4 separate regions of the Mus musculus genome follow, and regions 2, 3 and 4 are each linked to region 1. The links are chromatin contacts, called in public Micro-C maps. All regions are on one chromosome and are shown on one strand. Each heading gives the region's core, a stretch centred on a gene start, on an enhancer-like site or on the middle of the called end of the contact. The rest is flanking DNA. Distances are from core to core; before and after follow the strand shown. Region 1 holds the start of Nr2f1 (nuclear receptor subfamily 2, group F, member 1). Region 2 holds the start of C130071C03Rik (RIKEN cDNA C130071C03 gene). Region 3 holds the start of Irx1 (Iroquois homeobox 1). Region 4 holds the start of Irx2 (Iroquois homeobox 2).

Region 1 (3,504 bases), core at 307-2,806:
AGAGGGTGGAGTTTGATGAAGAAATAAAACGAGTATCAAGCTTTAAAAATGACACTACTATGAAAGCAGGGTTCAGTCACAAACTTTCCTTTCAAAGTATAGGGGTGAAAACAAGGCCACAGCTCGGGAGGAGGCGGCCCCAGATCCCTGAAGAGGAGAGGGAGCCAGTGAACAGGCCAGAAGCCCCCCTTCCCCCCTAATTAGACCTACAAGTGCAATAAATCTCACTCCTCTTTTTCCAAGCTAAGCTTCCTAAAGGATGGTGGCAGCAATGAATCTATGGTTCAGGGTCCTCCAGCCCCAGTCCTCTCCCATTATAAATAAAAGGTACGATGAGGCAGAGGAGAAAGTAGAATGGGAAAAACAAAAAAAACCAAAAAACAAAAACACACACGGAGAGAAACGGTTTTCTGCAGAAAATCATCACCCCTCCCAAGTTCATGCTAGCACAGCCCCAAGCATCCTCACACACAAGCGGGAACGAGACACACACGGAGCACATCCAACAGAGGAAGGGAGGGATTTTTAAGCTACAGCTCACGATCCCAGGGACACAATCTTGAGCAGGCAGCGGGCGGGGTGGAGGAGCCGGGGAGAGGAGCGCAGGGCGGGAGGGGGAGGCAGCGGCAGCGAGCTGGGGGGGGGGGGACGCTGGGGGAGGAAAGCAGCGAAGACTGGGAAGCCCGGACCGGCTGGGACCACAGAAGCCCCATCCCCACAGCCACAGGCACCAAGGCGAGAGAGAAAGAAAGAGCAGGGAGGCGGGCGAAGCGCAGGGAGAGAAGCAGAGAAGAAATATTCACCTTCCCGCCTCATGCCCACTTTGAGGCACTTCTTGAGGCGGCAGTATTGGCACTGGTTGCGGTGGTGCTGGTCGATGGGACAGTTCCTGTTGGCACGGCATGTGTAAGTTAAGTTCCTGCGGACGCTCCTCTTGAAGAAACTTTTGCAGCCCTCGCAGGTGAATTGGCCGTAGTGCTTGCCGCTCGACTTGTCCCCGCACACCACGCACTCGATGTGCTGCTGGCTCTGGCCTGAACCGGGCGGGCCCTGGCCCTTGTCCCCTGCCGTGCCGGGGGTGGCGGGCGCTCCGGGCTGGCCCGGGGTCTGCGGCGTGTGCGGCGCGCCGGAGCCCGCCTGCTGCTGCTCGCCGCCGCCGCCGCCGCGGGCTGCCTGCGCTGCGGGGTTGGGGCCGCCGGGGTTGCCCCCGGCCACGTCGTCCTGCGGATCTCGCCAGCTGCTAACTACCATTGCCATATCTTTGGGCCCAGGGAGCGCTGGGGGGAGCCGAGCTGCTCGCCGAGGGCCGCGGGGCGCGCGGGCGCGCTGGGAGGGGAAGGGGAAGGGGAAGGGGGGAGGGGGAGGGGGCGGGGGGCCCACCGGGCGCCCCGGGGTCGCCGGAGCCGAGCCCGAGCCGGGCACCGGCCTCTGCCTGCGCCGCCGCCGCCGCCGCCGCCGTTACTGCCTCAGCCGCCCCGCTGCTGCTGCGCGCCCGCCCGCCCTGCTGGCGTTTTGTTGTGGTTCCTGCTGTTTTCTTTCTCTCTTTTTGCAGCCCCCCCAGGCTCTCAGGCTCCCCCCCCCCAACACCCCTGCTCCCCTCGCCCGCTCCCCCCGCACTCCGTTCCTGGGGGGGCCTCTCTCTCTCTCCCCCCTCCCCACCCCCCAGCGAGCGAGCTCCCTTCTCTCGCTTTTTTCTTCTTCCCCAACTTGCAAAATCAGAAATGGCACAGGCGGCAGCCGGGAGCGGCGCGGGGCGCAGCGCCGGGGGCGGCGGGCATGGGCCACGGCGCGCGCACACTCTCGCCCTCCGCCTCGCCCGCACCCCCGCGCACACACACACTCGCACACACACTCGCTCACCCGCGCCGGGCGCCCGCCCGCCCGCCCGCCCGCCCGCTGGCCGCTGGCCGCTGGGGCTACGCGCAGAGCGCGGGCTGAGCCGACATAGAGGAAGCGGCGAGGGCGGCGGCGGCCGCGGAGGAGGAGGTCGCGGCTGCAGACGCTGCTGGAGGAGCTGGCCGCCGCTGCGTGCTCCGCTGGAGGAGCCCGGGCCCGGGCGGGAGTCCGAGCCGGAGTCGGGGCCGCAGCCCGAGAGCGAGCCGAGGCCGGTGCTGCCCGTGCCGCCGCCGCTGTCCTGGCGGGAGCCCTCGCCCGGTTTCAAGAGTGCGGGGAGCTGGGAGAGTCGAGCAGGATCGGGACGAAGCTGCCGGCGAGGATCAGGGCGCTCGGGTGTCTGGGGGCCAGGTCCAGGGCCGGACGCAGCCAGCCATTCAGGAAGGCAGCGCTGGAGAGCGGGAGGCAGCCGGCGAGGAAGATCACACACTTTGCTCTTTTTGTTGTGCGGGTGGCGCCGGGTTCTCTCTGCCTTCTTCTTTCGGGAGGTGACGGAAGGGGGAGAAAAATACGAGATAATTCACGCCAGCGACGAATTCACAGCGAAATAGGAAAAAAATAAAAATCAGAAGAAAATGCTTGAGAAAATAAGGAAAAAGAGAAAGCGAGAGAGACATCCAAAGTAGGTCGAATAAATAATCCTCTTCTTTTCCTCTTTCTTGCTTCTTCTGCTTCTTCTGCTATAACACACAGAGCTAGTTAAAAAACCCTGGAGATCGCCCAAAAATGTTCTTTTTTTAGTATTTTAAATAAGTGCTCTTCAGCTGGGAACCAACACCCTCCCTCCAAAAAAAATCATATATATATATATATATATACATACATATATATATATAATAACGATAAGAAGAATACTGAGGGGTGCCTCCTCCTCCTTTTTTTTTCAAGTTTAGTCTTCTCTCTTCTAGAGGAAAGGAGTGAAAGAGAAAAGGAGGGAGAGAAAGAGGAAGGGCGACAACTAGTAGAATATGTAAGGAAAAGAAAGGGGGAGAGATAGGGCAAGAGGAGAGTGGGTGAGAGAAAGGAGAGGAGGGAGAGAGGGGCGAGAGGAGAGGAGAGGAGAGGAGAGGAGAGGAGAGGAGAGGAGAGGAGAGGAGAGGAGAGGAGAGGAGAGGAGAGGAGAGGAGAGGGACCAAAAAATTGAATGCGTTTAAACGGGAGGACACTCAGAGCAATGTTTCCGAAAGGGGGATCTGCGCGAATGTCTGTATATAGTGAACTTTGACACTACTATTGAAACTGACACGTTTCTATGGAGATCTCTGCCTTATATGGAGCTCGTGTCAAGGAGCCAAGAGAAGGGCTGCTGGCAACTGATAATCAAAGGCGACTGACTGGTCAGAGCCCTGAATGGGGGGTGGGGGGGGGGAGAGAAAATGGGAGGCTAAGGTTAGCCAAGCCTCCTTCACGCCATTGGTTGGAAAGTCCTTTTCCCCTCCCCCCAGCTACCTACAGTCTGGGATGTCGAGGGGAGGAGAAGAGAAAGTGAGGGGGGGGGTGCTTCTGACAAGCATAATTTACATTGAGATCGCCCTGCGCTGCTATTTACTCTGAGACCTGATTAGTATGGGTCGTGTATGGTCACACACACACACACACACACACACACAC
Region 2 (3,095 bases), core at 63-2,562, 5.5 Mb after region 1:
AATTTTTCAAACCGACCGCGTGCACCCTCCGTGACTCCCCCGTGTCTGTGCATTAAAGGCGTCCATGAAATCATTGTATGGGGCTGGTTTAATGCGGTTAACAGAGAACTAAAGGGTTGTCTGTGTCGGAAAGCACGGTCCCATTTCTAATCCCATCACGTACTGAAGCGGTTTTGTGTGAATCTGTGGCTTCCACCTTTATCCACCCTGGATGTTCCTACTCAGGAAAACCTTTCCAACCGCTCCCAACTTCGGACGGTTGGCAAAATATCTTGTTTTCTGCCCTACTGATTGCTTTTCATTTTCAGCTTATTTTCATCTTACTTAACAATAATAAATGATCCTTGCAGTGTAAAACCTCAGTTTAAATGATCCGTCGTGCTCCAGCCTCGTTTTTTTTTTTTAAACTTCGAAATGTAATGTCAAATACGTTTAACTTGCTCCTGTCTTCAAGATGCAGGAGACCAAAACTACTTTTGTGCCAGATTTTACCTTCTTTCTTGCTCAGAACGTGCACTGCGCGCTTATATACACACATGCGTTCACGCGTGAGCACAAACACAAACGTACACACCAATACACACACATATAGAGAGGGGGAGGGGGGAGAGAGAGAGAGAGAGAGAGAGAGAGAGAGAGAGAGAAAGGAAGGAAGGAAGGAAGGAAGGAAGGAAGGAAGGAAGAAAGAAAGAAAGAAAGAAAGAAAGAAAGAAAGAAAGAAAGAAAGAAAGAAAGAAAGAAAGAAAGAAAGAAAGAAGAGGAAAGGGCATAGAAGAGGCAGAGATGCCCAGAGGCAAGCGGAGAGTCGGGGCTCCGCTTAACCCGGGCATTGGGAAAGCGGGGCTGGAGGTGGAACAGGACTCAACCGACCGCAGCCGCTCAGGCCACGGCGTTAAGCCGCCAGTGAGGGTGAGGATGCCCTGCGGGCTTCCGCACTTTTCTGAAACCAAACAGGATGGCTAGGCTCCCCGGCTGAAGTAAAAGTTCCGGAGGGTTTGAAGGCCGTGGAGAGTCACCTCGCCCGAGCAAGGAGGCTGCCTGGGGAAGCGGCCTCGTGGGCTGGCTGAACTGGGTGGAAGCCCTCGCAGGGGGTCCTGCGGTGCTAGCTTTTGTACCGCCCCGCCTAGGCCAGTCCGGAGCTGACGCACCAGCTCCCCAGAGACGCTGGGGGCGTCGCACTGCAGCTGGGTGGGGAGCAATTTATTCCTGGCGGTCACATCCCACCCCATCTTCTGTTACTCCACCCTACCCCTCCCATCCCTCCACCTCTTCCTCCTCCTCTTCTACCAACGCCCGCACTATCTTCTGGTTCTTCTCCTCTTCAACCTCCATTCTCCCCCTCTCCCTTCTTTTCCTCTCTCTTTCACCCTCCCCCACTCTTTCGTGTCTCTTTCCTCCTCTGAATAACCAAGCTGTTTTGCTTCCGAAAGTAGAGAGAGAGGGAGAGAGAGAGAGAGAGAGAGAGAGAGAGAGAGAGAGAGAGGAGAGAGAGGCCTTGCTGTGAATGGAAGACAGGAGGGACTCTGGTACATCTGGGAGTGGAAACTTGATGCTTCTGGGCTGTGATTTGCCAAGGTCTCGCCAAAGGTGAGTACTCTGGGGGCCCGAAGAGCTCTCACTTGGAAGGGTCCAGACCCCGCCCAAATCTGAGAGTCTGGTGGTAATCAAACAGCGGTTAAAACTGGGATGGAGTGAAGGTCGGGGAAGGGCTACAGCGTAAGGGTTCCAGAATAAATGGGTGCCAGTGCGCCTTGTAGCTAGCTTGTGGCTCAGGCTCCCGCCTAGGGCTGCTTCCCAACCTGCTAAGGTCATCCGAGACGGCTGTGACTTCTAGAGCCCTCTCCCTATGCGGACCTGCACCTCCGCTCCTTACATACCCTCGTTCAAGTGACGCTTTGGTATCAGGAAGTGAGAAAGTATTCTTCTCTCAGACCTTTAAAAGGGAAAGTTTGGCAAGGTGGGCGCTCTTTGGTTCTACTATCCCCTCGATTCTAACCTAGGATCCCTAGATTGTACAGGATATTGTTATTTTCCTTTTATAAAGAATGACTTTAACGAAAATTCGTATGTAGTCAAAAAGATTATTGGATCACCATGACTGATCAGCTGCTGCTGACCTACCAATAAGCGTTATTTAAATATACACGCACATTCGTGCGTGCCCCCTACACGCAAACACACTCGGGGGGGGGGGGGACGTCTATATGTAATGAGTAAGACAGCTCGAAGTTACCAAGAATTAAGAGGGAATCAAAAAGGCTTTTAAGTGTTATGTATGCATCTTCCATTTGTGTGCAGATTGGGGTGGGGGGGTGCCTGTCTGTTGCGTGTGTTGTCAGCTGGTTCTAGTTTCTAAGCACTGAGTGTTGCCAAAGGCTGGAGCCAGCACCCACCATTCACCTTGGCACCCTAGCGGCAGAACAGGACTCATTTGTTTGGTGCCAAGAGGTGAGGACCTGGAAGAGACTGGGGTGTAGTTAGGTCGGGGGGGGCCCCCTGCCATCCATTACACCTGCGGCAGATGGCTCAAGTGGTAGAATGGTTTTGTTTGCCAGAATCAAGAAGGGAGGAGGAGAAAATTCAGCCTCGCCCTACTGAAAAGAAGTACAGTAAAGAGCCAGAGAGATGAAAGAAGCCATCAAAACCAAGGATGCTGAGTCCTGGGCAGTTAATGACCTTGATACCTGGTTCCAATAGATAACAAGGCAGAATTTTATGAATGTATTTTTTGATCAAATGTTTTACACACACACAACACAACACACACACACACACCTCCGCGTAGATGCACACAGGTGTTCTGGGAGAACCTCTCCATGGGAGCTGACTTAGGAAGCTCTTCCTCAGAGCTTCATTCCCTCAGACTGCCAACTCATACACATAAAGGCTCCCTCCCTAGACAACCAACTATGGATTTAAGCAGACTTCAAATGTACCAGTCTCCTTCTCACAGAGTAATGTTTTCTGATCAATACTGCCACCCTTGCATCCGTTTCTTCATGTTACTCAACAAGCAGGGAATGGAATAACTGTGCCTTCTCTGGAGACAGTAGACCATGGGCATGTGACAAAGAGCCCAGTCCCAATCTAGTAGT
Region 3 (3,504 bases), core at 721-3,220, 6.2 Mb before region 1:
GTTACTAAAAGCTTATTTCTTTGGCTAATTAGTTTAGCGATCGAGGCCGCGCCTAAGAGGCTTCTTTGGCCCGAATTCGTTTGTGCCTCGCCATTGTAAAATGTACATTTCGTTTTTCAAGATTATTTTAGTTGTAATCGTAAAGTAGAAATTCGGCCTCGTCTCTGCTGGGAATTGTTTTTGAAAGGGCACCTTGTAAATCTCTCATCGCTCCCGGGGCATATTGGCTGTCCGAACAAAATGGGGGTTGATCTTCCTGGTTGGGAAGCATCCGAAAGGCAACTGGCTGGCCGGACCACTGAGAAATAGGCTTTCTTTCTAAACTACAAGAAAAGTTCGGAAAATCGCGCTAGCCGCTTTGCTTCTGCACAGTTGGAGGCCAACCTTTTAAAGGAGTCTGGTCTGGTCTGTTTTGCCAGAGACTGGATAATTCAGGGTTCTTGGAAATTGCTCTATCCAGAAGATAGCAGGGCAGCAGGGGGCTGCCTTCCAAAAACCAGTGCCCGCCTCGCAATTTGCTAGCGGCCTCAAGTTTAAGCAGCCCGACCTTTCCGTTAAACCAAGGAAAAGTGATCATTCGGAAGGACAGACAGGCCAATACTCCTGTGGAGAATTAAATTTAAACACACACCCCCATCTGACACCCACTGGGACAGGAGATCGGAGAGCACCATTTATTTTAAGCTCTGGGACACTGTTCCTTTAACTCTCCCTTATGTAACACGGGAAGAAAAGTGCTTTTCTTTCGGCTCAAATGAAAAGTTTGGCAACTTACGAAAGTAAAGGCAAACACCGTTTCGGAAGCCAGAATTTATGTCAACTTAGTATTTCTTAGCCCCGATTCCTATGGTCCCTACACACTCCATTAAGAGACCTCTCTGCTCTGCTGATGTCTATTGTTTGTTGGGATGTTTTTGATCGACTCCGCTAGGTTTAACCGGTTCCTTTTGGCAAAGTCTAGGGCAACTATCTCTGCTCTGCCAAAGAGGGAGAAGGAAGGTCTTCTGGGCCCAAGGGAAAGCTCTTGCGGCGCTCAGGCGAGGCCGGCCGCCAGGTTAGGGCAGTGTTAGTAAAGCGGCCCTGGCTGAGGGGGCCCGGCGGGCCTGCCCTGTCGCACTGGAGGAGCCTGGCGGTTTTGCCCGGGACCTCCAGAGCCTGCCGCGGTCTCAGGCCTTCTCTGGAGGCTTCTCTCCACTAGCGCGCAACCCGCTTTTCGACTCCGGTCTCCAACCTCCCAAGACCACAGTGGTCACTGCCTGGGCCTCTGGGCACTCCCGAGTCCCCAGGGAAAGAGGTCTCCGCCACCGGATTCCCTCTGCAGGACCCTTCTCGTTCCTTTCCCAGACACTGCCTGCGGATCCTCTGTTTCTCTGTTGGGCCAGCCGCTCCCGATGTCCCCAGGCGCGGTGATCTCCCGTGGGTGCGGGCCAGGAGGACGCGCGGGAGGCGGGAGCACTCACCATCTGCGAGAAGAGGCTGAGGTCCGCGGCATAGGGCAAGAAGGCGCTGTAGTTGGGTGCGCCCGCGTACGGTCCCGCCGCGGCATACATGCCTAGCACCGAGGTGACCGCGGCCGCTCCCGCGCCCGCTCCCAGCTCCGCAGTCCCGGGACGGCCCGACGAGGCGGCGGCCGCAGCAGCCGCGGCCGCAGCCAGCACCCCAGGGCGCTCTCCACCATAGGCGCCCGGGCCCGCGGCGCTTAGGTATTGCGGGTAGCCCAGCTGCGGGAAGGACATGTCCGCGGGCTCGGTGGTGGCGGAGGGCAACACTAACTGCGCGGGCAAGAAGACCGGCTGGCGATCCGAGGAGGCGCGACTCGGGGGCTGCGGGCCGCGGGCCGGGCGCGCTCCGGCCGGCCCGGGGGCGGGGGCCGCTCGCTGTTCCTCGGCCCAGTGCTCGCTGGCGGCGCCCGGCTCCCGGCTGCGCCCGTATCCGAGATCGCGCGCCGACTGCGGCGGCCGCCCTCCGCTCGGCGGCGGGGCTCTCAGACACAATTTGAAGTTGATGCTTTGATTGGCATCCCCTTGAGCACAGGCCCCGCCCCTGGCTCCCCTCCCGCCCCCTCCCTGCCTCCAGCCCGCCCTCGCTGGCCGCTCCCGCCCCTCACGGCGAGCACGTGGTGCCCCGCGCCCGCCGGGCCACCTCCTCCTCCGGTGGGCGCGCACGGCCCGTCTGCTGGTGTGGGTCCGGAGGCCGCAGGCTCCTTCCCAACCAGCCCCCGCGGCTTTTGACAACCTGTCGACACCGGTTTACAGCTGTCTGACACCCGGTTTTGCAACGGAGATCTGTTCCCCCATCCCCTTTTAACAAAAGCAACTCGGGGATTGCGTTTCTACAGCTGGGGTGGCAGGGAAAGAGGCCTGGGGCCAGGGGACAGTCTATAGCGAACAGCCTTTCCTCTGTGGCTGGCTCTGCAGCACCTCCATGGGACATATTTGGCTGAAGTGTTCAGATAAATCTACGCGTGGCTTGACACCTCGGATACAGGGTGCGTCGTCTCTCTGGCCCCACTTGGTATCAACAGATACTCTGGAAATTGCTGCCCCCCCCCCCTTGCACTTGGAGAATCGGGTTGTGGCCGGCCGCGCTCTGTCAGCTTCTCCAAATATAAAAACTTTTAAAATGGGCAAGCCAGCTGAGAGGTCGCTGCCTAGCGGAGGAGAGCTCCTAGAGGGTGGGGGAAAGAATTGTAGGAGGGGAAGGACCTTCGCAAGGTAAAAGAACTGGCAAATCTTGCCCACAGTCATCTACCACCCTCTTCCAGTTTGGGAGAAGCCTGAAAGGCCTGGGCTCCTGCGTTTGTCCACTAGGTGTGCAGACGCGGAGAGTCAACACGAGTGGAGCTCAGGTACCTGAGGTGGCGCTGCGACTAGCCAGTCCAACAGGACAGGACAGCCGCCAGTCCCCTGTCTTTGAGTCTCCCACGACACCCCCCCCCCCCATCCCCGCCCAATTCCTATCTCAAACGCTGGGAAAATAAGAACCAGGCAATTTGAAAGCCAGGGGCCTGGCTGCTCTGTTCTCAGGGCAGACTTGAAATGCTCATTCCTCTCTCCTCTCTCAATCAGTGCGGCTGACCAGAGAAAGATGCTTCTGCTCATGGTGCCCTAGATTGGTATTGGAAGTGCAGAACCAAAATGTCCAGAGACTCCTAGTGCCTCGTTTCTTGCTGCTGTCTATAATGTGGCAGAGGCTTGAGTGTGTCACATCACACGGTGCTGGTGGAGCTTCACCTTCAGGGTCTAATTTCAGACTCAGAGAATTAAGGGGTACAGTGACAGGTTTGACAGAGAGCCCCAACATGCATACTGGAATGCTGCTGTCCAGGGCCATTGGGACCCTGGACACCAGCTAAGGCACACTTGCTTGCCTGGTGTCTCCTGCAACATCAGGAAGTCCTCACTTATAGGTCTTGAAATCAGATACTAAACCTTGCCTGTAATTAGGCACAATACAGCTCTTAAAAGTAGTTACTAATTACTAGTGGGAAAATCAGGTAATCTT
Region 4 (3,410 bases), core at 753-3,252, 5.6 Mb before region 1:
GTACAGGACATCTCACCTAGGGCCCCTTCCCAAAAGAATCTCTTCCTGCGAAAACAAAAATGTCTGAATAAACTGATCTGGCTCCACCCAGATGCCCTGTTCTGGGGTGCTAGCGTGGTGACCTCTTCCTTCCCTTCCCTTCCCTTCCCTTCCCTTCCCTTCCCTTCCCTTCCCTTCCCTTCCCTTCCCTTCCCTTCCCTTCCCTCCCCCTCCCTTGAATGAGTATGCCCCACCCAGGGTCTTTTCTGTAGATGCTAGACAGTAAATAACTCAGGGTATAAAGGGGAGTGGGCTCTGCACAGGCACCGAGACTGCTGAAAGGGGTTCAGAAGTTCTGGGGGGTGGCGGGGGGGGGGGCAATAAGGGGAGGGTGTATGGTGGTGGCAGTGTTTGAGTAGAGTGCCTGGAAAGTTCCTACCAAAAGTGATAAATTTGCTTGCCTGCCTGCCCGGGAAAAATTGTCTCCAGTCCATCACTACAATTGATCCCTGGTTCCCTGGGACCTGGACAAGACAAAAAGCAGCCTGGCTGACTACAGCATTCATTCGGTGTCACGGATCTGGCTGCTGCAGGAGCTGGAGCGCCACGATCCAGGCCTAAGCAGAAGCCAGGCGCTCACAGGCAGGAGAACTCTGCCGCCCTCTACTAGCTTCAGAGCCCACCGAGAATAAAATGGAAGCTCAGGCCCGCGCGCCAGGTTTCAGAGTCCTCGTGCTCTACCTAGCAAGCTTCAAGGAGACACCTGTTGGGCGGGCGCCCCCTCCCGGGCCAGCTCACACCTGACCCCTACGAATCCCAAGCGCCCCCCATTGACGCTCCTTTACATCCAGCGTACTAGTGCCCATCCTGGCCATCGACTCCCCTCACTTGGGGAAAGGGAGCAGGTATGGTCGAGAAAGTTTAGGGGCTGGGACCTAAGGGCTCAAGGGACCCGCGAGTCAACTCCTGGACCTCAGGTTACCTGAACCACCTCACGACTGCGACACTTCACAAGCTGGCCCATGTCCTTTCGGGAAGTGGCAGTGGATACTCTAGCAAAGTCAAGTCAGCTCTCCTGACAGGAACCTCTCCCCCAATTTCGAACAGGCATTCAACTTAACAAAAGAAAACAAAAACTCTTTTTGGACCAGAGTGGCGTTTGTTGAAGCGAGTCACTCACTGGCGTGTTCCAGACGTTAACGGACATGATGTTCCTAACACGGCCTGAAATCTTCTCTGTGGACTTGGACAGAAGCCTCACCACGGGGCCTCCCACAGCTTCAAACCGAAACGCTCAGATTCCGGGTAGATGCTTGGCAGCCCAGGCACCAGGAGCAGGAGACCGGACGGGAAGCCACACGGGCAGCCTCAGCCTGGAGTACAGGCGGACAGAGGACTGTAGAAGTGGGATGCCCAGGCAACTCTGCAGGTGTCTCCACACTGCCCTCCATCTCCCTGCGGTGTCTGCCCTGGACACCGCATGCGACCTGGGCTGCTATCTTCAGGGTGATGAGGGGTGCCCGATCCGTATGTTCTCCAGGTGGATCGGACCTGGCCCGACTGCAGGAGGCCTTTGCTGACCAGTGCTAGGCGAGCAAGAGCGCCGGCAGTGCCCGGATGGGGCCCCGGGAAGGAGAAAGGTGGCTGGGCCAAGGCGGGAGTCGGCGGCGGGGTGCGCGGACGTGGCTGAGAGGATGTGCCAGTGGGAGGGGGTGAGCGCTACGCCCAGTTTGGCCAGGCTGGGCTTCACCGCTGCAGGCTGCGGGCCGGGGCGGGAGTGGAGAGAGGCCGCTGCGCGACAAAAGCCTGCACGTCCCTCCCTCCAGCCTCTGGCTGCCACTCCTCCGCCTTCCCCTCCACTTCCCACCCCTCCGCTCTCTGCCCCTCCCCCGGCCTCAGCGGGGCCTCGGCGGCGGGCGGAGCAGGGGAGGGGCGGGCACCAGAATATGCAGATGAGAGTGTGACGGACAGCTCGGCGTTCCAATGTCCCTCGGAAACTCGAGCGCTCCTTCCTCAACTCCTCACTCCTGACTGCAGACTCCCCCAAATCCCGACCGCCGGCCTGGCGCGCGGCTGCGCCCACCGGCTCCGCGCTGCCGCTACCGCCGCCCCGCCGATCCTCCAGCCCCGCGCCCAGCCTAGCGCCCACCAGCCCAGCCTGCTCCGGCCCGCGGCCTCGGTGCGCCCCGGCCGGGCGTGGATGGAGGGCGCCGCGCGCGCTGCCCGCTGCTCCGTGTGACGCGGGCCCCGCGCCCCGCGCCCACCATGTCCTACCCGCAGGGCTACCTGTACCAAGCGCCCGGCTCGCTGGCGCTCTACTCGTGCCCCGCGTACGGCGCGTCCGCGCTGGCGGCGCCGCGCAGCGAGGAGCTGGCGCGTTCGGCGTCGGGCTCCGCGTTCAGCCCGTACCCCGGCTCGGCGGCCTTCACAGCGCAGGCGGCAACCGGCTTCGGCAGCCCGCTGCAGTACTCGGCGGACGCCGCCGCCGCCGCGGCTGCCGGCTTCCCGTCCTACGTGGTAACTGCTTTGGGGTGGGGGCTGGGGAGACCCGGACCAGGGAGTGAGTTGAGCTGAGCGCTGGGGACGCGTTGCGGGTGGCAGCTCCAAAGTCACCAGCACCCGTTGCCGCACTAAACAAGGGACGGGACTGACCTGCAGAGCTCGTAGGCTGATTTCCCTTGAGCTCGTGCGAAGTGCTACTCCACCCGTGCCTGGGCCAAGAGTAATCTCTAATCCGCGCGTGCCGATTGCTGGGGCTGCGAAATCTGTCCACTGCTCTCCGCGTGGTTCCAAGCTGAGGGCCCCGGCTGCCCAGGCCTCTAGGGCCAATGCCGCAAGCTTTGGGTTTCTTGGCCAGACTGGTGGCGGCGGGGTCACGGGGTGGGGGGGTGGGGATGCGGGTGGGGGGGGGGTGGGGTGGGGATAGGCTGAGCCTGTGGCTCTCGCCCTAGACCCAGGCCGAAGCTCTTTAGTGTTGGCCGTTTTCTGTCTCGCTGACCCGGCTTTCAGGGAAAAAAAAATAATGTGTTAACGGGTTTGGGACCCGCTAAGTGCTGCCAGAGTTCGTAGTAGGCCTATGGGTTCCAGCTCCGTAGATCCGGGATCTGTCTGAGCATCTCTGAGTTCTGAAAACAGGCCCCGCCAGAGCGGGTCTTGGCAGTTTTGGGGTGTGTGAAGACATTGTGTATGGGCGGAGGGGGTTTGCTCTAGGTGGAATTCCCTGGGTAGGAACCAGGCCTTGGGAAAAGGTTACAAACCTCTCCTAGTTAAACGTTAAAGGATGAATTAAAATGCTAATTACTACGTAGTTGAAGAATTGGAAACGCTGACTGGCTTCTGAGTTGCAAATTGGATTTACTCTGCTTTAGAGGGTGAATAGCGGAGTGGGGTTCCGAAGTATTTTTTAAGCTACATAAGGGAGGGAAGGGAAG

What was found. Hi-C and Micro-C count contacts between places; a contact is called where the count stands out from the background.
Region 2: a contact with region 1 is called in a Micro-C map of embryonic stem cells, with 18 times the contacts expected there. The contact joins the promoter of C130071C03Rik here to the promoter of Nr2f1 in region 1. A contact is called at or near these places in 1 of 39 promoter capture datasets (embryonic stem cells) and 4 of 484 Hi-C or Micro-C datasets (brain, cerebellum and embryonic stem cells).
Region 3: a Micro-C map of embryonic stem cells shows a contact between it and region 1, with 28 times the contacts expected there. The contact joins the promoter of Irx1 here to the promoter of Nr2f1 in region 1. A contact is called at or near these places in 1 of 39 promoter capture datasets (embryonic stem cells) and 3 of 484 Hi-C or Micro-C datasets (all in embryonic stem cells).
Region 4: a Micro-C map of embryonic stem cells shows a contact between it and region 1, with 18 times the contacts expected there. The contact joins the promoter of Irx2 here to the promoter of Nr2f1 in region 1. A contact is called at or near these places in 2 of 39 promoter capture datasets (both in embryonic stem cells) and 7 of 484 Hi-C or Micro-C datasets (embryonic stem cells and epiblasts).

Annotation. Positions count from the first base shown.
Region 1 is chr13:78,197,317-78,200,820 of GRCm38.p6, forward strand. Nr2f1 (nuclear receptor subfamily 2, group F, member 1) reads right to left here and starts at 1,557. Exons shown (of 3, transcript NM_010151.3): 1 at 804-1,557. The coding sequence starts at 1,257. A830082K12Rik (RIKEN cDNA A830082K12 gene) reads left to right here and starts at 701. Exons shown (of 3, transcript NR_045195.1): 1 at 701-906.
Region 2 is chr13:83,720,069-83,723,163 of GRCm38.p6, forward strand. C130071C03Rik (RIKEN cDNA C130071C03 gene) reads left to right here and starts at 1,313. Exons shown (of 4, transcript NR_152245.1): 1 at 1,313-1,587. It overlaps Gm52046 (a long non-coding RNA gene), which reads right to left and starts at 1,587. Exons shown (of 2, transcript XR_003950632.1): 1 at 1-1,587.
Region 3 is chr13:71,961,753-71,965,256 of GRCm38.p6, forward strand. It overlaps Irx1 (Iroquois homeobox 1), which reads right to left and starts at 1,971. Exons shown (of 4, transcript NM_010573.2): 1 at 1,461-1,971. The coding sequence starts at 1,736.
Region 4 is chr13:72,626,818-72,630,227 of GRCm38.p6, forward strand. Irx2 (Iroquois homeobox 2) reads left to right here and starts at 2,003. Exons shown (of 5, transcript NM_010574.4): 1 at 2,003-2,496. The coding sequence starts at 2,245. It overlaps Gm20554 (predicted gene, 20554), which reads right to left and starts at 1,747. Exons shown (of 1, transcript NR_030701.1): 1 at 1-1,747.